Linked DNA regions of Sus scrofa: all the other regions are linked to region 1. The links are chromatin contacts, called in public Hi-C maps. All regions are on one chromosome and are shown on one strand. The core of a region is the stretch at or near the end of the contact, and the rest is flanking DNA. Distances in the headings are between cores, read along the strand shown. Region 1 holds the start of SDC2 (syndecan 2). Region 2 overlaps SDC2 (syndecan 2). Region 3 has its middle 86 kb from the start of SDC2.

What was found. A called contact is a pair of places that touch in the nucleus more often than the background predicts.
Region 2: a Hi-C map of liver shows a contact between it and region 1, with 5 times the contacts expected there. The contact joins the enhancer-like site here to the promoter of SDC2 in region 1. A contact is called at or near these places in 1 of 5 promoter capture datasets (fetal skeletal muscle), 7 of 47 Hi-C or Micro-C datasets (embryonic fibroblasts, fetal skeletal muscle, heart right ventricle and 3 more) and 2 of 2 datasets of contacts at active chromatin or transcription factors (alveolar macrophages and skeletal muscle).
Region 3: a Hi-C map of liver shows a contact between it and region 1, with 7 times the contacts expected there. The contact joins the enhancer-like site here to the promoter of SDC2 in region 1. A contact is called at or near these places in 1 of 5 promoter capture datasets (liver), 7 of 47 Hi-C or Micro-C datasets (embryonic fibroblasts, liver and skeletal muscle) and 1 of 2 datasets of contacts at active chromatin or transcription factors (alveolar macrophages).

Annotation. Positions count from the first base shown.
Region 1 is chr4:40,127,481-40,132,224 of Sscrofa11.1, reverse strand. SDC2 (syndecan 2) reads left to right here and starts at 2,742. Exons shown (of 5, transcript NM_001315754.1): 1 at 2,742-3,056. The coding sequence starts at 2,997.
Region 2 is chr4:40,020,370-40,025,113 of Sscrofa11.1, reverse strand. All of the region lies in intron 1 of SDC2 (syndecan 2), which reads left to right. Among named protein-coding and RNA genes, the nearest start is that of SDC2, 110 kb to the left of the region's middle. Within about 2 kb of position 2,768, at least 3 of the 83 cell types and tissues checked have an H3K27ac peak or open chromatin away from gene starts, as enhancers often do. A contact at or near this core is called in liver, where this site is marked.
Region 3 is chr4:40,212,798-40,217,541 of Sscrofa11.1, reverse strand. No RefSeq gene overlaps it. Among named protein-coding and RNA genes, the nearest start is that of SDC2, 86 kb to the right of the region's middle. Within about 2 kb of position 2,146, at least 1 of the 83 cell types and tissues checked has an H3K27ac peak or open chromatin away from gene starts, as enhancers often do. A contact at or near this core is called in liver, where this site is marked.

The DNA of each region.
Region 1 (4,744 bases), core at 1,493-3,992:
CTTGTTGTACATGCTCTCAAGGCTACATGACCATTGTGAAAAATACCAAGTCACCGAGAGTCTCATAAATGTCAAGAGCCTTGGAATATGTCCTCACGTGCACAGATATATTCCTTCAACAGATGCATCTGCTAATTCATTTTTATCACTGTCCACCCCAGCTGAATCAGAGAGCAGTCGCCATGCCTCTCTAGCTGGATGCCTCAATAAACAGCAATAGCTGTGAGAGCCAGCAGAGAAATGCCTTTTCCCCTTTCTTTGGAACTCTAACTTATTTGATGGGTTCTTAACTGTTGGGGAGAAAAGGGGTGTGGCCTTGCCCAAAGCCTGGAGAATAGACTGGGTCTCTAAGAGGCAGAGTGACATTTTATGGCTCTGTGCATTTCTCTCACCATTGCTCCTTGTCCTTTGGAAACTCCTTCAGAAGTCTCCCCATCTCAAGAAATTCTATGACTCACAAATGAATTCTTCCAACCCACAGGTTTGGAGATCCATAGAATTGGGTTTGAAGCTCCCTCCTTAGAAGCTGCTAACTTAGGGTGTGTAGCCTGATCCTCTTTTACAGCAGGGGGGCTGTTAACACACACTCATGGAGGTTATAGGATGACCATGACGCCTGGACTGGAAGTTCTGCAGAAGTGGGAATGGCCATGTCTACCTGTGTTCAACCCACAAAGAATCTATTTTAAAAATATATAGTTCATTCCTCCAAGACCCAAGCCAGACCCACACTGACCCACAGGGGCCAGCTCAGTTTTGGTGGAATCAGAAGCGTCTGATGTTACAATGCTCAGTCCCTTGATATTTTTTTCTTTTCTTCACTTTTCCATTTTTCCATGTTACTTTTTGGCTGCCAATACCTTAGATTTGCCTGTTGGGAGCTTGGTAGTTGGGACTTAAAACCCAAAGAGCTCAATGTCTCAGACTTAGCATTCTCTAAAGTTCTCTCTAGTTCTCTAAATTTCTTTCTCTGAGATTTCTTATGGTGAGAGGTTGCTAAGACATTGTAGTTCGCACTTAGAGTATGACTGTAAATATATATATTTACAGTATATATATATATATATAAATGCTTTTTATTTTTTCCTTTATAGCTGGTTTACAGTGTTCTGTCAATTTTCTACTGTACAGCAAGGTGACCCAGTCACACATGCATATATACATACTCACAATATCCTCCGTAGAGTATGACTGTATATTATTCTAAGTTCAAAAAGTATCAAGGTCTGGTGTCTATATATCTACATCTAGGTTTCTTAAAGGCTCACAACTCTTATGCAGTATAGAGTTTTAGATCAAAGTTTATCCAATAAATATGTATTGTATATCTTTAGGCAACAGGAATGAGAATACAGTGGTGAACAAGACAGAAAAGTCGCTGGTCTCCTGGAGTGGGCATTCTAGGACCAGACTGGCTCTACAATTCATTTACTCCAGAAATTAGAGAGAAAAATAGTGGTAGAAACTGGCAGGGAGTTTGCCATGTCCGGTAGTGCACTAGAGACACAGAACTGAAAAAAAAAAAAAAAAAAAAAAAAAGACTTCACCACAAAATACTTGGGACCAATTACTTCCATTCAGGAAACACATGCTCATCATTTTCTTCAAACTAGAAATTACTTTATCCTGCTTTTCTTTGAAGTTCTCTTCAATCTGTTATTGTTCAGGGTCTCTATCCAATTTCTCATCAAATTGCCCTATTTGTAGCTTCCAAACATTAACACCTCTATGTTGAAATGGAGCCTATAAAATGCCTTCGGGGCTTAAACCATGTGTGAGGCAGAAATGGTATTTAAGCCCTTAATGAAATTATGAGCTTTTAAAGGGTTGCGTTTTGGGTTTATGGGAGCTTTCCTCCAGATTTTTTTTTTGGGGGGGGGGCGTTAGGGTGGGTGGGAAATGCTCAACACACGTTTATTACGTTTATTGTTTTCGCTTTTAAAATACAATTTTCATGAACTAGCGATTTATGAACACTTTACACTGCTTGAAAGCATCTGTAAACTTGGTGTGTGTGTGTGTTTTTTCCAACTCTCAAAGCAGCTTCTTGCTACTGGTCGAATTCCAGCCGGCAGAAAAGCTAAATATGTCTCGTCGCTTCACCGATCTTTCTCCAGAAAAGTGAAAGAGAATAGAAAATAGAGAAGGAGCAAGGGGGAGGCGAGAGGAAAAGGCGAAGGGGTAAGGGGAGAAGGAAGCCAGAAAATAAAGGAGCGCCGGAGCACAGATTGCAGACGAGCAGACCCAGAGCAGCCACAGCGCGGAGCTGCCGGCGGCCACTGGTCCCCCGAGCTGCCAATCGCGGTGTAATCCTGTAGGAATTTCTCCCGGGTTTAGCAGGGAGTCACACAGCCGCCTCCTCTCCCGAGTGGCCCGGAGAAGCCCAGAGAAGCTGGCTGGGGAGGGAGGGAGGGAGCGGGAGGAGAAGAGGAGGTGGAGGAGGAGGACCCTGGGAGGGAGGCGGCGGCGCGGGAGGAGGAGGGGCGCAGCCGCGGAGCCACTAGCCCTGCCGGACGCGCTTCTCTCCAGATACTCCCAGAGCTCCAGCCGCGCGGATCTCGCGCCCCCACCGCTCTGCCCCCAAACTTCAGCTGCAGCTACATTCCAAGCCATCTAATTTATTCCTCAAAAATCAGAAACCGAGCCGCGACACGGGGAAGGAGTCCGCGGAGGAGTAAAACTACAGCAGAGCAAGAAAGGCTCCAGAGAGCTGCCTCCCCGGAGCAACAACTCGGCGTCGGGAGTGTAGGAACCAACAAGTGAGAAGGCGCCGCGTTCCCCCAGCGCAGCCGCGGGCAGCGGGAGCAGGCGCAGGAAGAAGAAGCGAGCGCCCCGGAGTCCCGAGCCCGAACCCCCGAGCCCCCGAGCCGGAGCCGCGGTCGCGGAGGCTGCTCCGCTCCGGATTCTTCGGCGCGGGCTGCGCCGGGCGCTGAGCAAGAGGTTCCGCTTCTCTCTGGTTGCAAGCGGCGGCTGGGAGCAGCCGATCCCCGGGGAATATGCGGCGCGTTTGGATCCTGCTCACCTTGGGCTTGGTGGCCTGCGTGTCGGCGGAGTCGGTGAGTGGGCCAGGAGGGGGACGCGCGCGCCACATAGGGTGTCGAGGCCGAGCGGGGTGCGCAGAGCCCGCGGGGAGTCGGGGAGCGCCACCTGGGGGATGCCCCCCACTCCCAGCTGTGTCAGCTCGGCCCCCGGGGATCTGCTGGGACAAATGCGCTCGCTCCTCCGCCCCTTCCCTCCTCCCTTTCCCGCAGAAAAGCGCCGCTCCCTGGAGTTGCCTGGAGGTCCCCCGGGATCAGCAAGAGAGTACGGCAGTTTTGTCGAACCGCAGAGGCCCCAGAAATCTCTCCCAACTTCTTCGCCCTCGGAGGGTCTTTCTTTATGGCCGGGAAGGACCGATGGGGAAGGGTGGCCGGAGAGAGGATGTCGGGAAAGGGCAGCGTGAGAACTGGTCCCCTCCGCGCGCTCCCGGAGACCCAGGAACGACCTGGAAACTTTGGGGTCCCTTTGTCAGCACACACACACCCCCACGCCAGCTTTCCTACTCCATTGAATGCACGTTCTGGGGAGATGGGGCCCAGCTTTGAGAAACCCGCGAGTGTCCGGAGAGGAAAGTTTGCAAAAGTTCTTTTGTTTGATGTTCCGGGTGGCTGGGGTAAGGGAGCAGACACTGCGTGGATAAGCTACCCGCGGAGGCACAGTCGTCGGTCCCTTGGGGGGTGAGCGGGATGCGCCCCAAAATGCCAGGATGCGGACCCCTGGACTCCAAGTCTTGCAACGACCCGACCTCCTTGAGGGTCGGGGGGCGGCTTGCGGGCCCTAAGGAACAGGAGGGCATTTTGGTAGGGGTTGCGCTCAAGTGCAGCAGCTGGGCGAGGTGAGGTGCCTGAGACACTGAGCTTGGCCTCGGGTCGCCTGGCTGCTCGGAGAACCGGGGCTTCCAGCCCGCCACGCTCGTCCTCGCGGGCCCCGGCTGGGGTGCACCGAGGCTTGGAGGAGTCTCTTCTCCCACGGGCCCGAAAGCGGGCATCTAGCTTCCCTCCCTGGCCTCGGCGGTGGGAACTTGCTTTCTCCCCCTTTGGGTCGCGTTTCGGGGGTTGGAGCTTGTTTCCCTCCGACACCCAATGAGCGCCCTCTAAAGGGAACTGCCTCCTGGGTTTTGATTTGTGCGTGACGGCCCCTACCTGGGCGCTCTGAGCTTTGTCCGGCTGGGTGGAATCCCAGCACCCGGATCACGTCTGCAGCCTCATTGCGGTCTGGGACCTCGGTTAGGGAGTGCAGCTGTTTCTGTCCCTTCTGGTTCCTCATATCTCCTCCTTGTGCCACCAAATAACTTGTCCATTTCTAGTAATCTGAACTGCCTTTTCGAAGACAATTAATGTCATCTTTAAGGTGGTTTCATGAGTTTCCCCCCCTCGCCTGTTATTCCCCCCCACCCGATTTGGAATCGGGAAACCTCTTTGGCCCTGAGCAGCAGATGGGCATTTTTTCATCGGTGTGGGAGCCTCTGTGTATGCTATGGGGTCCTCAAATGTTACTCTGAGATTGGAGAGCAGGTAGGATTGTAAACGGAATAGAGTAGATGGAAATGTGGGTGCTCCGGCTGTGAAATAAAACTCTGAGCCTTATCAGCATTTCTCTGTGGCAAATGATCGTTTTATCTGTTAGGATTGGTCCTTTCCCAGCCAGTTATGAACTTTGTGCTCTTTCCACCCCAAAAGGGAAAAAAGAATCCCTGTTTATTTCA
Region 2 (4,744 bases), core at 1,519-4,018, 110 kb after region 1:
TGGCTCAAGGTAAGGGCTCCCGTCTGGCCACCAATTTGCCTGGAGGATTTTCAGTTCTTTGGCCACTCGGGTGTTCCGTGTCTTCACTTTTGAAATAAATAGGTCATCCTGATGCCTATAATGTCCCATCAAGCTCTAAGATTATGTGTTCCTTTGGGCCCTACCTAAGCCAGAATTGGCAAGCTTGTCTTAAGGGCAAGTCTAGCATCTCTGTGGGACTATGTGGGAGAAAAGTTTCACTATTATTTCATTTACAGTGTGTGTTTGTTAGTAATAAAATAGTTTATTAAGTCACCCTTGGAAAAATAAGCTAAAGTTACAGCCAGTTTGGTGCTTTGTAATCACCATAAAAGTTAATAGACATTTGAGTTTAAATCAGGGCTAGACGTGCCTTTATGCTGAAACTAAGAGGCATCATCTAAGGATTTGTTTTCTGTGATGCGATTCAGAATGTCACATCAGGCCACATGAATATTTTATCTTTATGTCCAAAGGCCAATTTTCTGAAGTTGGGTCTCGAGGGGGCCGTGTGTGATACCCAGAAAGAGTCAGGTTTTCTATTTTCTGACTTCCTCAACCTAAGTCTGCACTGTAAGGTGAATTTGAACACCTATTGCTTTCAGCTTTAATTATCTTGACCACTGTTTGTCTGTTGCCCTAATTTAAGGCATTTAGAGGACATCTGTCTGTTAGATAAGACAGTGTATCTTTCAAGGAAGATTTTGAATTTCTACGTAACAGGTTTCCTCCCTGGCAGTTTGAAACATGGTATTTGTTCAATGTAAGTTTTACCTGCACAAGAAAAATCCAACAAGTAGATTTGTTCAGTTGCCATCCCACATTTTTTTTTTCTTTTTTTGGCTGAGGAAAAGGGCAGGTTTGTGATATTTCATACTAAAACTGAGATGAATGGTCTTGACGGTCTTCCAGGCACTGAATCAGAATTTTCTCTATTTTTAGTGCAAACACCATAGAGGTTTGGGTTGAATCATTTTGTCAGGATACTAGTTTTCATCATCCTGAAGCTGTAAGGCCTAGATCACCATCTGTTCCCTCTATTTTCTTTCCTTTTCTTTCTTTCTTTCTTTTCTTTCTTTCTTTCTTTCTTTCTTTCTTTCTTTCTTTCTTTCTTTCTTTCTTTCTTTCTTTCTTTCTTTCTCTTTCTTCCTTCCTTCCTTCCTTCCTTTCTTCCTTTCTTCCTTTCTTTCTTCCTTTCTTCCTTTCTTCCTTTCTTCCTTTCTTTCTTTCTTCCTTTCTTCCTTTCTTCCTTCCTTCCTTCCTTCCTTCCTTCCTTCCTTCCTTTCTTTCTTTCTTTCTTTCTTTCAAGGGCCACACCTCCAGCATATGGAAGTTCTCAGGCTAGGGGTCTAATTGGAGTTGCAGCTGCTGGCCTGCACCACAGCCACAGCAATGCGGGATCCAAGCCGCATCTGTGACCTGCACCACAGCTCATGGCAACGCCGGATCCTCAACCCACTGAGTGAGGCCAGGGATCGAACCTGCGTCCTCATGGATCCTAGTCAGGTTGGTTATTGCTGAGCCATGATGGGAACTCTGCTTTCCTGCATTTTCTATCCTTAAGGAGTTTTATTTCCTCTTAGGGATTTTGTATGAAGGAAATTGGTATCACCAGGTCTCTGAGTGGCTTTTTTTGGGTCATGGAGCCTGGGGTTTGGGTAGAGGAAGTGGCAGCAGCTGATACTGGAAATGCGGGTGAAGCGATATGGTAGAAGGATGTCTTTCAAAGCTAAAGAGTTTTTATTTCATCCTATAGGTGACGGAAAGCCAATAAGGGATTTTTGGCAGGGGAGTAATTATAGCCACGTTTAAGAATGTACACACTACTATGTATAGAATGGATAACTGGCAAGGACCTGCTGTATAGACCAGAAGAATCTACTCAGTATTCTGTAATAACCTATATGAGAAAAGAGAATGAATATATATATGTCTGGTTCACTTTGCTGTATTCCTGAAAGCAATACAACATTGTAAGTCAACTATACCCAATGACTTTTTTTTTTTTTTTTTTTTTTTGTCTTTTTGCCTTTTCTAGGGCCGCTCCTGTGGCATATGGAGATTCCTAGGCTAAGGGTCGAATCAGAGCTGGAGCTGCCGGCCTACACCAGAGCCACAGCAACGAGGGATCCGAGCTGCATCTGCCACCTACACCCAGCTCTCGGCAATGTCAGATCCTTAACACACTGAGCTAGGCCAGGGATTGAACCCTCAACCTTGTGATTCCTAGTCGGATTCATTAACCACTGCACCATGACAGGAACTCCCTATACCCAATAACATTTTTTTAAAAAGAAAGGAAAGAAAAAAAAAGAGTGATCCCTCAGCATACAGTAGATTCAAAGACAAAGACTTGAGGGTGGCTTAGCCCTTGTAATAGTCCAGACCCAGCGTGTTGAGGTGGCTGCAGTTTGGGGACCGGAGAAGAAGACGTGGAGTTGGAAACAAATGTGTATCTTGCCTGCCTTCCAGGCATTGTGGGGATAGAAAACTCCCAGCAGGGCGCCTTCTCTTCTGGGAAGAGCGGCCTCCCTTATGGAGCCAATTTAGCACTGTTTCCATGGCTGAATGAGGCATAGAGCAGAAACTGCCTTTCTGGTCTGTAGTCCGTTTTCCTCCTTGTTGTACCGGGTTGCTTTCCACCACTTCCCTTTGCTCTCCTGGATGCGCATCTTGCATCAGCTAAGGGAGAAAGGTCTGAAAGACCAGCTTTGTTTTTCTTGCAGCTTGTACTCTGAGCCCTGTTAGCCAACAGTGTTGGTGCTGCCTCACAGAGATGGCCAGTCCCGGATTAAGCCACCTCCTTAGGAAACCCCCCCATCAGGCAGCACCTCTTCGCTCCAGGCTCTGCCTCTGCATGTTTCTTCTCAGGTCCTTTGTCCAGTGGCTGTGTCTCCTCAAGCCCATTGTTCAGGGTGTGTTGGGGTTTTCTGCTTAGGGAGGCAAGGCACAGTTGACTGGGTGTAGAAGCAGTGGTCCTGAGTCTCCCCTGTTCTTGGCTTTTGAGAGATGCACGTCTTGCCCCCGGCCCCCCAGGAATGTTAGTGCAGAAGTCATTTCTCTCCCCAGGTGTGTCAACTGCAGCCACCCTTTATGCACCGACGGTGGCATCTTCACCAAAGGAATTGTCACGCTTGCAAAGGTGTTTTTTGGTTTCAAAAGAAAGAGATTGGAGATGATCTTGGCGTGTTACCTGCTGCAGAGTGGAAAGGAGCCTGCTTAGTCTTATGACGTTGGACTCTATGGAAGGATGGATATTGGTCATTCCCAAGCTTGGTCCTCCTGATGTCAGAGCAGGAGGTAACTTTTAGTGTGATGTCGTTATTATTTGCACCACTCGGATGATGGGGGAACAAATCCTTGTAGCTGCCTTTGTGCACATGAAACATCCCATCAGCCCCTAGAGCGAGCCCCACAGAGCTGGAGCAGCTGAGAGTGAGCCAGATTCTCTGGAGGCGTCCTGACCCCCAGTCTCGGAGTAATTCAGGCTCCCCAGCTTCCTCCTAAGAAGCCGATTGTCCTGAAAAAGTCAGTTGCCCCTCTAGCCACCGCATGTGGTTGCATGTGAGGTGGCCAGAATTCCTTAGGAAGATGATTTTTTTGCCCAGTCTGCCGGTTGCTGTGACAGACGCCTCAGGCCAACAACCCGGTCACCTCATGAATAGAAATTCAGTTTATGAATAGGCGTCAAAGATCTTCGTGTGGCTCATGCTGCCGTAAACTTTTTTGACCCAAGCCAAGAGGAAAATGAAAGCCATTCAGTGTTAAGAAAAAAGCAAACAGGTTTCTGCTTTTAAGTCTCAAGGTTGCTTAAGTAGGTGCCGTGCCATGTGTGTGTGGGACGGGTGGGACCAATGATCTCCCACCCTTTGGATGGAAAGATCTTAACTGTAGGAGTCCTGGAGGCCTTGTAAAACACGTTACCTCTGCAGCCTGAGTCAAAGGCCAATTTGTTTTAGGAAATTTCAGTCGGAAAATATTTACTGAGTCCCCGTGCACACTGAGAGGGGCAGGGAGCACACCCAGGTCACTGAGGGCCTGCCTTCACCTGCAGAAGAGCAAGAGCAAATAGACCTGAAATGATGAAAAATAAAAGAGGTTGTTTTAAACTGTTCATAGGCTCCAAAATCCAAAATAGTAGTTTGTGGAGTTCCCGTCGTGGCGCAGTGTTAATGAATCTGACTAGGAACCATGAGTTGCAGATTGGATCCCTGGCCTTGCTCAGTGGGTTAAGGATCAAGCTGTGGTGTAGGTCGCAGACGTGGCTCGGATCCCGCATTGCTGTGCTGTGGTGTAGGCCGGTGGCTACAGCTCTGATTTGACCCTTAGCCTGGGAACCTCCATATGCCATGGGAGCGGCCCTAGAAGAGGCAAAAAAAAAAAAAAAAAAAAATAGTGGTTTGTTACAGGGGACAGGTAAGGGCTAGAGAAGTCAGAGCCTGTTTTATAGATAAGATTTGAGAGAAAGCACAAGAGGAGAGGGTCCTATAGCTGAAGTTTACAGAACAGGAGTTCCGTTGTGGCTCAGCAGGTGAAGAACCCGACTGGTATCTGTGAGGACAGGGGTTCAATCCCGGGCCTCGCTCAGTGGGTTAAGGATCTGGTATTGCCGTGAGCTGTGCTATAGGTCGCAGATGCGGCTCAGATCTGGTGTTGCTGTGGCTGTGGTGCAGGCCGGCAGCTGCAGCTCCGACTGGACCCCTAGCCTGGGAGCCTTCATATGCCA
Region 3 (4,744 bases), core at 897-3,396, 86 kb before region 1:
AAATGTGACCAGAGGCTTGTAGGAACCTAATGTTGCACTTCCCCTAGGAACCCTGGTTTCATATTTGCTAATTCCGTGTTTGTGGTGACTTTAGAGAACACCTAACTAACTGCAAATAATGACCATCAACTGTATTTGCTTTTTTACAAGGAGAAAAAGGATCGAATCTCTTTACAGGAATCCTCTGACTGGTGCAAACAAGTGAGTTTATTTGGTATGCAAACAAGGGAGAGAGCCTAGCCCTTGAACTTATGGTCCTCCACTGAGTACACAGAGTTTACAGCATTTTGCTCCGTTGTCCCTGGAATCTTTTCCAGAAAAGTAAAAAAAGCAACAAAGAGTCTTAGTGCTTTCCAGCCTATGATTTTACTGTGGGAAATCTAAACTTGAGTAAAGTAAAAGCCAATTGTTTTAAATACTTAACTCCATTAAAAACATCATGAATAAGTAATTGGATTTTTAAACAACTTACCATGAGAAAAAGAAAATAACTTCTTACATAACCCTCAGATCTGCAAAACTCTAAATTCCAGTTTCTTTATTAAAGATTAAAACACAAAGTAAGTATTAAAATGTAAATTGTGCCGAAGCTCCGTAGAACTCATTAGAAGATTAATAGTGAGCACAACAACTCTTTACTGCTCAGTATATGCAAATGAAAAGGCATCAAAATTTGCTGCTTATAACTTGAATCTTGGATCCATTAATTTTGAATGCATCCCCCCCCGCCCCCCCCCAAAAGGACATAATAAATGAGGGCAATAACTTTAAAAGCAAACAGAAAAATTAAAAATTATAAGCACAGCTACTGCAATAATTCAACCAGATAGTTAAGTGGTGTATGACTTTCCAGGGGCTGCTATAAACACAACTTGGTGGCTGAAAACAACACAAATTTATGCTCTCCCAGTTCTAGAGGAAGTAAGTCCTAAAACCAGTCTCCCTGGACTGAAATAAGGTGTCGGCAGAGCCACACGCCCTCTAGAGGAGAAACTATTTTTTGTCTTTTCCAGCTTCTGGTGGTTGATGGCATTCCTTGGCTTGTGACTTCATTACTTTGTGGTCACATTGCTTTCTCCTCTTCTGTGTGTATTAAATCTCCGTCTTCCTCCTTCTTATAAAATATATGCGATTGCATTTATGGTCCAGCCGGATAATCCAGGATAATCTCCCCATCACAAATTCCTTAACTTTATTATATGTACAAAGTCCTTTTTTTTTTTTTTTCTTTGCCATTTAAGGTGACATTCGCAGGTTCAGGGATTAGGACATAGATATCTTTAGCGACAGGATGTTATTTAACTCACCATGAGTGGTTAAGCCTAATATTAACTATATGTATGCACCAGTGATCTAGCATAAGGAAAAACTCAGAGAGGTGCCTGTGAGAATCCCCACTTCTATTCCTGACCCCCCCTCCCCCTTCTTCATGGTCAGCTGACTCTTTTATAACTGCGAGGATGAGGGGTAACCTGTATCAAGCACCTGCCATGTACCTGCTCCATGTTGTTAAGTTCCCATGATTTACTCCCAAAGAATCCTCACAACTATCCTATGAGCTGGGACCCTGTATTTCCACATAAATTCATGTTAAGAGAGAGGCAGAACCAGGGTTCAAAATGAAGGGTGCCTACCTCCCATAACCTCATCTCTGGTTCATTGGGGGTGCCCCGGACACCCCGGGAAAGAGTTTCACAGGCAGGAGCATGTGCCGTTGCTGCAGGCGTTAGAGAAATCAGCAGCTACAAAACTGGCTTGTGGACTCCAGCTCCACAAGCTCCACATGCAGTAAATAAAACACGGCCCTGAGAGATTAAGACTATCCCTTGAAGTTGCAGGGATAGCATTGCAACTTCAGTTGCCTGAGCATTCCAGCCAACCTTACCTTTCTGAAGACGAATGGAGCAGCTCTAACACACCGACTCCCTTTGATTTTGGATCCTAGCAGCCTGTGAATAGCTATGGATGAGCAGAAGCGCTAACTGAGACTGCAGGGGTTAATGATGTTCACAGAACAGGGGGTACGGAACTGAAGGTTCTTTTATAGTTTATTTTTGTATTGCAGGAGCAGGAGGGACCAGGTAAATGCCTGTTATTGAGAAGACCTGTTATATAAGCCAAACTTGTCCCTCCAATGGATTAAATGACCTGTCAAATGATTTTTTTTCTGAGCCAAACAGTCCACTCACTATCTGGGAACCCACCACCTCCTAACCTGTGCTCTCATTGCTCTTCTGAGTCTCAATTTCCTCCTGCTTTCTGGTCATCCATCTTCACATATTGAGCACTTAGTCTCTGCAAGGCTGGGTGCTGCCCATAAAAAGGTACTTAATTAGGATCCCCCAACAGTGGACTCTGGAGGTAGGGAATGAACAAAGAGAAGGAGCTAGTGGATGCCAACCCTCTTAAACTAGTTAGAAGTATTCACATATTGACTCATGCATTCAACAAATAGTTATTAGACAACTTCTTTGGGCAAGGTAGTAAATAAGTAAAAAATAAAAAGGTATCCAATCCGATCTGAGAGAGAGGGTAGCTAATGCTTCTAGGTCAAATTACAGACTTTGCTTAATCTCAAAGACTGATAGGAATACTCTAGATTCAATTAGAAAAGGGTTTTTCAACATTTTATTTCCACTGTAGAGCAGGTCTATAAAGCTGGGCGTGCGGAGACCAAACAAGGAGTGACAATGGATAAGAGTGGGGAGAAAGGGCCACAACTTGGAGGGGCTTGAAAGCCATGTAAAGATTTCCAGACTTTATCCCAAGGGGCAAAAAAGGTTCTTGAAAATTTTGGGTTTTTGGAGTTCCCATCATGGCGCAGTGGAAATGAATCCCAGTAGGAACCATGAGGCTGCAGGTTCGATCCCTGGCCTCGCTCAGTGGGTTAAGGAGCTGGTGTGACTGTGAGCTGTCGTGTAGGTTGCAGATGCGGCTTGGATCCTGCGTTGCTATGGCTGTGGCACAGGCCGGCAGCTACAGCTCCAATTGGACCCCTGGCCTGGGAACCTCCATATGCTGCAGATGCAGCCCTAAAAAGATGAAAAGACAAAAAAATTTTTTTTGTTTTTGTTTTTTAATAAATAAAATGTTTGTTTTCATTACAAGAAGCACACTGACTCTGTACAGTACCTACCAGCAGAAGTAAAAAGAGTGCATTGTGCATCTTTACTGCAAGTTCACGGTATAAGAATTACTGCCTTTGAAGAACACAATGTATCTACAAAAAGGAAAACAATAAAAAATTTTCAAGTTGATGTAGATTATATCAATATCAATCTTCTGATTGTGATACTGTATAAAAGTCAGCCAAGATTTAACATTGGAAGGAATTAAGTGAAGAATATCATTACCATTTTATTTTTTACAACTTTATGTGAATCTACGAAGAGCTCAATACAAAAGTGTGCTTTTTTTTTTTTTTTCAATGCACACACACACACATAAAGTCAATGAGACTGGGAAGGAAAATATTGATATAGTACCCCAACACAATGAAACCCACTGGTAACTTTTTTTTTTTTTCGTCTTTTGTATTTTTTAGGGCCGCACCTGAGGCATATGGAGGTTTGCAGGCCAGGGGTCTAATTGGAGCTGGAGTTGCTGGCCTACACCACAGCCACAGCCATGCAGGATACGAGCTGCATGTGCGACCTACACCACAGCTCACAGCAACACCGGCTCCTTAACCCAGTGAGAGAGGCCAGGGATCGAACCTGTGTCCTCATGGATGCTAGTCAGATTCATTTCCGCTGAGCCATGACAGGAACTCCTCCCTGGTAACTTCTGGAAGCCAATGAGAACAATTCATCCTGTGGTGCTTTGGAGGTGGCTAAAGGTTCAGCTGTGGGTCTGTAACCTGCCTTTTCTTTGCCAAAAAACCTGGGAATGCTCAGAGCACTGATACAGGAAGGAAAAGTGGAATGGCTTAGATGGCAATGCAATTCTACTAAAGATGAGTAAGATTGTGTGATTGGGGAAAGAGGTGCCTACTGGACTATGGCTCATAAGTGGGTTTAGCTGTGGCCGGTGCCCAGCTTCCTAGTAAATAACTTTATGCCCTTTATTTGGCTATTGGGGGATACAGTGCCAGCCAGCGTCTTCCTCCCCGGTAGGAACTTCCAGTGATGTTTCTAGTAATGTTGCTTGGATGCTTCTGAACACATGGCATAAAACGCATAGTGAAATAAACACGAATATGGAGGAGTTCCCATTGTGGCTCAGTGGTTAACGAATCCGACTAGGAACCATGAGGTTGTGGGTTCGATCCCTGGCCTTGCTCAGTGGGTTAATGATCCAGCGTTGCCATGAGCTGTGGTGTAGGTTGCAGACGGGGCTCGGATCCCGCGTTGCTGTGGCTCTGGCATAGGCCAGTGGCTACAGCTCCGATTCGACCCCTAGCCTGGGAACCTCCATATGCTGCAGGGGTGGCTCAAGAAATGGCAAAAAGACAAAAAAAAAAAAAAAACCAAAAAACACGAATATGGGGTAGTTGATGCTCAGGTCCTAATATTCAATTCCTAAGACAGAACAGCATATCACAAAGAAGTTAGAGCTTACCAGCCTCTTGAAAGGCTTTTAACAGTGGAAGTATATCATCAAATTTGTCATTTAGAAGGTCTCTTTGGCAGCATTATAAATAATTTCTCAGAGGAGGTAAAGACTCTAGGAACAAACAATAAACATCTATCCATTTTAAACCATTATTATTTTGAGTTTTCAGGTTTTACAGCCAAATTTGACC